Linked DNA regions of Sus scrofa: region 1 is linked to region 2. The links are chromatin contacts, called in public HiChIP or PLAC-seq maps. All regions are on one chromosome and are shown on one strand. Each heading gives the region's core, a stretch centred on a gene start, on an enhancer-like site or on the middle of the called end of the contact. The rest is flanking DNA. Distances are from core to core; before and after follow the strand shown. Region 1 holds the start of SNRNP35 (U11/U12 small nuclear ribonucleoprotein 35 kDa protein). Region 2 holds the start of TMED2 (transmembrane emp24 domain-containing protein 2).

Region 1 (3,627 bases), core at 515-3,014, 77 kb after region 2:
GGCCCTAAAAAGCAAAAGGAAAACAAACACAAAAGGACCACTTCATTCAAAACTGAGAGGCAGGACATTATATCATCTCCCACCAAACTGTAAATGGAGGACGTATATGTGTGTCATCATTAGCGAGCAACTTTGGAAAAGACACTTCTCTGGTAACTTGTAAAAGGATGACGAACAGCTAGAACAAGGGAAGGAGCTTCAGATGGTTTTGGTCTGGCTTGGGCTCTGCCTCCAACTCACTTAAGGTTCTAATCTTACTTCCTACCTCCATCATAAGGTTGCAAGATAAAAACAAAAACCAAAGACCATAACAATTATAGTTAACTTGTCTTGAACACTTAGGAGGTGCCAGGCATTGTGCTAAGCACTTATCTCCCTTCACTTCTCAACAATACCAGGACACGTGTACTTCTGTTATTGCTATTTCAGATGTGGAAGGTGAGCTGCAAAAACGGCTGTCTTTTGTCCCAAAACACAGAAGTAGCCCAGCCAGGTAATGAGAACCAAGGGCTTTCTTGACTCCAGAAATTAAGTTCTTAACTATTTTCTTAGATGGCTGTCATAAAATATAAAGCTTTGGAGAGAGGGACAGGAAAAAGCTGACCAGGTCTGGGTTTTGAGGCTGAAAACCCCCACACTCTCCACCCCTGCAACCAAATGGGAGAGAAACCCCTTCCCCCATTCCACAAGCTCACAACGATCCACCAAAAATTTTTTGACATAATTGTACAAGGTCAGAAGTCCTGTTCAAAGCTTTAAGAGCTCTTCAAATTAAAATATGGAGAGAATTATAAAGGGATAAAATGAATTTTGTTTCCTTCCCGATCTGTATGCTCCTATCAATACTAAATACCAAGAAAACAGCGGGCTTCACGGCTTCTCATTCTTTCTTGCTGTATTTTCTCCGTTGCAACATTATATTGAGATTTCCTTCAACAATCTCTTTGAAATTTTATATTCTCGTCATTATTTCATTAACGAGGATGGGATGTGAAAGATGAATGGGGGGGGGGTGGAGATGGGTGCGTCAATGAACCATTAAAGACCGAAGGGCGGAAAGTGAAAAAGCGCAGGAATTAGAGTCAGAACACCCAGGTTTAAGACCTAGTGCAATCTTGGGCAAAATTTAAATCATCTGTAAAATGTTGCTAAGCGCCTCTTCACTGCATAACAGAAGGCCTACGAAAGTGTTTTATAATTATAAAGCATTATGTAAATAAAAGCTATTATTAAACAAGTAAACAGACAAGACACACCTCTCCAGGCTGATTATACATAGTAAAACACTCCCGCGCTTCCCAGGTGGGAAACTGAAGGCTGGCCCACAGGGCCCTCCGAGCACGCGCAGTGAGGCTATGGAAGCCAAGGCGGAAGTCTCTGTGATAGTCTATACTCCCAGTCCCCTCGCAGCACCTCGGTCTCTCGGCCGCCGGCCTTTCAGACTACCTCTCCCAGCCCCTCACCTTGTAGGTAGGCGCAAGACTGAAGGAACCATCCTGCCAACCAAGTTATAGCCCCCGCTCCCCGCAGCATAAACCCAAAAGGTCTCCCCATTTGCCCGGCTTCAACATGGCGGCCCACACACTAACCGACACACTGTCCAGGCGGAATTCCCTGGTCCTCCTCGCCTGGGTGGGCCCCGCTCCCACTAAACCGCTCTGGTTCACTTCAGAAGACTCGGGATTCCTTTCCCATGGAGACTGATGCCGAGCGTGGAGCGACGGTAGGTTCTTCCGGCCCGCCTGACCGGAACTTTACATCGGGAGCTACAGATTCGTCACGGGCCCTGATTTGGTTTTTGCTTTCATTTAAAAAATCTAATCGCATGCATTGAGCATCGAAGGCTCCATTGAGTATCGTCTCCAAAAAGAATGAACTTTTCGCTTTTCTAAAATTTTTCGCCAGGACAAAAAATGCTAAATTGAACAATTGAGTTGGAAGACTATCGAATGTGCTGCTAATCCTGTGAGATTCGCAGAATCGCTCTCCTTATTGAAGAGATCTTTGAGCGCCAGTGAGACTTTTCGTTCTCAGGTTCACTGTGAGAAATTGATTTTGTTTTGTTTTTTTTCCTTAGAAAATGCGTATGCTAGTTCACAAGGAAACTGTGTACGTATGTTTTCCCAGAGTTTTTCTAACCCCTAAATTTAACAAATTCGCTCCCCGCACAAGCAAAACAGTTCTTCAAAGTGAGCTCGGAAACAAGAATCGCGTGGAAGCGTGTTAAAATGCCGTTTTCCGAGCCTCACAGAGATCTCTGAATTCAGAATCTCTGAAAAAAATGTATTTTTTTGGAAAGTCCCCAAATGATTCTTTTTTTTTTTTTTTTTTTGTCTTTTTGCTATTTCTTGGGCCGCTCCCGCGGCATACGGAGGTTCCCAGGGTAGGAGTCAAATCGAAGCTGTAGCCGCCAACCTACGCCAGAGCCACAGCAAAGCGGGATCCCAGTCGCGTCTGCAACCTACACCACAGCTCATGGCATCGCCGGATCTTTTAACCCACTGAGCAAGGCCAGGGATCGAACCCTCAACCTCATGGTTCCTAGTCGGATTCATTAACCACTGTGCCACGACGGGAACTCCCCCAAATGACCCTTTAAGAACCCATGCCCAGATTTAAAACCAGGGCGTGGGAGGGGAGACCCATGTGGTCAGTAAATATTTATAGAGTAGATAGATGTATACATTCAGACTATGTTATGTTTCTTTTTTGTTAGGTCAGTGTATTCGGGTAGATTACGACTTGAACAACGAATTACTTGATACAGTTGTGCTTTCATAAATCTGATGATGAGTATCTCATGATGTTCTTCATTCACTCATTTTCTGATTCATTCTTACAAGTGGGTGATTTCTGCAAACAACTCATCTCATTTTGCTTCCAATCTTATTCTTAGAAGGTAAGCCAAATCACCATTTACTAAGGGTATATTACTGTTCTTTTTTTTTTTTTTTTTTTTTTGTCTTTTGTCTGTTGTTGTTGTTGCTATTTCTTGGAACGCTCCGCGGCATATGGAGGTTCCCAGGCTAGGGGTTGAATCGGAGCTGTAGCCACCGGCCTACGCCAGAGCCACAGCAACGCGGGATCCGAGCCGCGTCTGCAACCTACACCACAGCTCACGGCAACGCCGGATCGTTAACCCACTGAGCAAGGGCAGGGACCGAACCCGCAACCTCGTGGTTCCTAGTCGGATTCGTTAACCACTGCGCCACGACGGGAACTCCTATATTACTGTTCTTAGTCTTTATTGAATTTTGTACGTGAAGCAAAGGTCCTGAATATCTATAGCTTTCTTTATAGTACCTTTTCTTTTCTTTTCTTTTCTTGCTTTTTAGGGCTGAACCCATGGCATATGAAAGTCCCCAGGCTAGGTGTCGAATCAAAGCTGCACCTGAGGCCTACACAACCACAGCAACACTTCAGCCAAACTACATCTGTGACCTACATCACAGCTTGAAGCAATGCCAGGTCCTTAACCCACTGAACGAGACCAGGGATAGAACCACCATCATGGATACTAGTCGTCTTCTTACCAGGTGAATCATAAGGGGAACTCCATATAGTACGTTTTCTTAAAATTCATTAACAAAATGTATTGAGTTTAAAAATGAGCCATATCTATAGTTT
Region 2 (3,672 bases), core at 696-3,195:
ATGGTGGACATCCTATTGCTAAAACAAAACTTATATGTTCCATCCATGTGAGCAGCAAATGTGTATTTCCCACTGGACTCCCGGTCTCCTTTATAAATTCCTTTATTATCAGGCCCTGTAATCTGGAGGCAGGAGAGAAATGTGTGAGATTACACAAAAGATTCAAAATCATAAAACTTCTAAAGTGAAGTCCATCAGCAATAGGACATTCACTAAGAAAATGTAACCTGCACTTGACTCCACTTCACTTAATGACAGAACTCCACAAAATTCCTGTCGTAGTGCAGCAGAAATGAATCTGGCCAGGAACCATGAGATTTCGAGTTCGATCTCTGGCCTTGCTCAGTGGGTTAAGGACCAGGCCTTGGTATGAGCTGTGGTGTAGGTCGCAGAGGTGGCTGGGATCTGATGTTACTGTGGCTGTGGTGTAGGCGGGCAACTACAGCTCAGATTAGACCCCTAGCCTGGGAACATCCATGTGCCGTGCATGCGGCACCGAAAAGACAAAACACAAAACAAAACAAAACCCTAAGAATTTTGAGCAAGCTACATGTCTGGGTCTCGCTAATTGATTACTGCCAGCCAGTAAAGGAATCTGCTTTATCTGAGATGCCTGAAGACATAAGACAAAGGACTAGATTGGATATTCTGAGACCCATGTTCTCATCCTAGGCTGCTGCATATCAGCTGTTAGACTTTGTTCAAGTTGCTTTCTCTTATGAAGCCCATGCCACCTGTAAAACTTGTAGACTGGAATAGCTGGTGTCTTAAGCTCTCAGCTAACTTTAACAGTCAGTCCTTCCAGTAGCTCCTTATTTCTGGATTTCACTTGTTTTGTGGAATTTATGCCCAACTCCGCTGAGGGTCAGTGTCAAATGGAAAATCCTTAGACCTAATTAATCATGCTAACGGATGACTTTAAATATTAATTACATCTGATTTTCTAAAAAAAGTTAGAGGCGAATCATTCTTTTGGCTTAAAACAAGACACAGGAAATAATTTACAGACTGTTGGCTTCTTAAAATAATTTTCCGTTTTCTCCACTTCGCTGCAGTCATTACACCTAAAATGCATAACCAGCCTCACTCCCCTAGCCGGAGATGGCTAAACGAGGTATCACGTAAAGGAGATTCACGTAAAATCGGGTAATCTGGATCATTTCCATGAAAAATAAAACACAACGCGAACGTCTGCCTACATATCTCAATAGCTTTCGATTTACTTTTTCAGAAGTTTCCATGTCACGTGCCAACTTTAATTTGCACTATGGAGGAAAGCAGCTGCTGACCGTTCGAGACCCGCCACCAGCTAAACGAGACTGTGAAGCGCCTCCTGGGCCCAGATCTGACACGCGGCGCCTGGTCGACAAAGCTCGGCAAGAGGTTCCAAGGGGAACCCGCCATTCAAGCTGAGTATCCAAAGCAATCAAGCAACGGTTACGTATCCCGTGGGGAGCCCGGAATCCGGGGAGATGCGGGGAAAAGGGAGGTTAGAGGGTCGCTGGGTGGCGGCCAGCGCCCCTCCCAGAACTCGGACAGTGGCCTCGATGTCCCGCTCCCCCCGCGGGCCCCGCGCGCCGGCGGGCCCCGCGCGCCGGCAACCCCCGAGCGGCCGCAAGACCCCGCTTCGGTCGCGGGCAGCGCGCCCGCACCTCCACGTCGATGTCCAGGAAGCCGCCCTCGGCCACCTCGAAGATGAGGCCCATCTTGGTGCCCGAGGTGACCCGCTCGAAGAAGCACTCCTCGGCATGTGCGTCGATGCTGACGAAGTAGCCCGAGGCCGTGCCAGGAGGGCGGCCAAGAGCACCAGCAGCTCAGCGAGCGTCACCATGGTGGGGCTGGGGCCGAAGCCAGGACCGGGAGCGCGGCCTCCAAAGCCGCCGTGGCCGCCGCCGCCACCACTACCTTCTCAGCCGCCGCCGCCTCAGCCCCGCCCCTTCCGGCTGCGCCACCCGAGGGGGCTGATGCGGGCGCCGTGGATTGGCGGGCGCCTGCAGCTGCCACGTAACGGACGCACGGCAGCCGCCGAGGGACAAGGCGTCTCCGCGCGGGCCGAGCCTGGACGGTGGCTCCGAAGGACCAGAAACCATTGTCCTCTTCCTCTCTCCAGTCGCGCTTACAACTTAAATTTCACATGGACCACACGAGGAAAAAACAGTAGCAATAACCCTCCTCCCCCTAGTGCAGTATCTTCTTAGGATTGTCCGTAAAGATGGCAGAAGATTTGGAGGCAGTAATAGGAGTGGAAGGAGGAAATGGAGCTGAAACCAAGGGCTTTAATATTTATGTTAGCCTGCCCTCACCTCGCAAAAACCGACGGAGGAAGGATGGAGAAGGGTATAGAGACTGGGAAAGGGCACGAGAGAGAACCTCCTGAGATGTTGGAAATGTTTTACATCGTCACCTAAACGATGGGTACATGAGTGTTTACATATGCCTTTTTAAAAACTAAAGAAACTGTATACTTAATACGCCTTATTTCACTGTATGTATATATAATACAACTACCGAAAACAAAAAACCTTGTCTACATCCTCCAAAGTTAGAATTCTCTCACTTCCCTAGAGTCTAGTTGCCACCCCCATGGCCCCATTGCTCTTGCCAGCTACTGGGACAATTTTTTTGTACACTTTGCCTCCTGGCATACTCCTACACACCCCTCAAAACCCAACTCAAATGTCACCTCTCCTCTTCTTGAAATGTTCCTAGATCTCCCACTGCCAAATTCTAGCCCCTTCCTCTGTGCTTACAAGGTAGATTTGCACCCTCTAAGTTATACTTATTTACCAGTCTGTGTCACTCATGAGGCACAAGTCTTGGCACATATATGCTGCTCTCTCAGGCCCTCCCCTAGGGTCACAAAAGATCTCACTCATGATGTGTTAGTTGACACATCAAGTTCATTGAACTGGCCTGATGAGGAGACCTGGGTTGTTACTCCAGTTTTACACATAGTTGTGTAACCTTAATTATGTTCCATCACTCTCTGAACTTAAATTTCCTTATCTGTATAAAGGGGGTGATAGCACATTTTATGCTTATCATGTAAAGTTATCATGAAGATCAGATGATACCATTTATGTGAATAAGCAATGCAAGTTTGAAGGATTATTTCTTCAAAGACTACCAGACAATAGGGGGCAGTAGTGGCCCAATATCCAGTTTCCTGCTCAGGTGTCAATAAACAGATGCAGGTACTGTGAAAGAAGATTCCAGGCTATGACAATGCGTTATCGAACTCAGAGTTCTAGTAATGGTCTCCTGATTCCCCACCTTCCAAACTGTGGCAAAGGCCCTGCTTCTTCTGGCAGGTCAGTTCTGCAGTGTTATCCGGACAGCCATAGCTAGAGGGAGGCTCAGCCTAGAGCCTGCCCTTCCAACTTCACCAACCCATTTATGAGCTTGTATTTTCCTACAGTAAATCTCTTTTTGCATTTAATACCTTCAGAGGTTTCCTATTAAGCTGAATTAAATTGATGAATACAGCCTTTTCAACTTCTCAAGCAACTCAACTCTAGAAAAGTGCCAAGAATAATCCTGGTGTTTTTTTTTCAAGTCTGTTTTTATCTAGGTATTAAAGGTTAATTTTCATTTTCAAAATGATTAACATTCTAACTCCACTGTTCAGGGATTGATTGATTGATTGATTGATTTTAGCTTTTTGTGGCCAAA

Evidence for each region. HiChIP or PLAC-seq counts read pairs in DNA pulled down with a chosen protein or histone mark.
Region 1: a contact with region 2 is called in an H3K27ac HiChIP or PLAC-seq map of alveolar macrophages. The contact joins the promoter of SNRNP35 here to the promoter of TMED2 in region 2. A contact is called at or near these places in 2 of 5 promoter capture datasets (fetal liver and liver), 3 of 47 Hi-C or Micro-C datasets (embryonic fibroblasts, fetal heart ventricle and subcutaneous adipose tissue) and 1 of 2 datasets of contacts at active chromatin or transcription factors (alveolar macrophages).

What each region holds. Positions count from the first base shown.
Region 1 is chr14:29,475,287-29,478,913 of Sscrofa11.1, forward strand. It overlaps SNRNP35 (U11/U12 small nuclear ribonucleoprotein 35 kDa protein), which reads right to left and starts at 1,765. Exons shown (of 2, transcript XM_003359089.4): 1 at 1,590-1,765. RILPL2 (RILP-like protein 2) reads left to right here and starts at 2,849. Exons shown (of 5, transcript XM_013982786.2): 1 at 2,849-2,899.
Region 2 is chr14:29,398,509-29,402,180 of Sscrofa11.1, forward strand. It overlaps TMED2 (transmembrane emp24 domain-containing protein 2), which reads right to left and starts at 1,946. Exons shown (of 6, transcript XM_003359088.4): 1 at 1,789-1,946; 2 at 1,653-1,786; 3 at 1-122. The coding sequence starts at 1,831.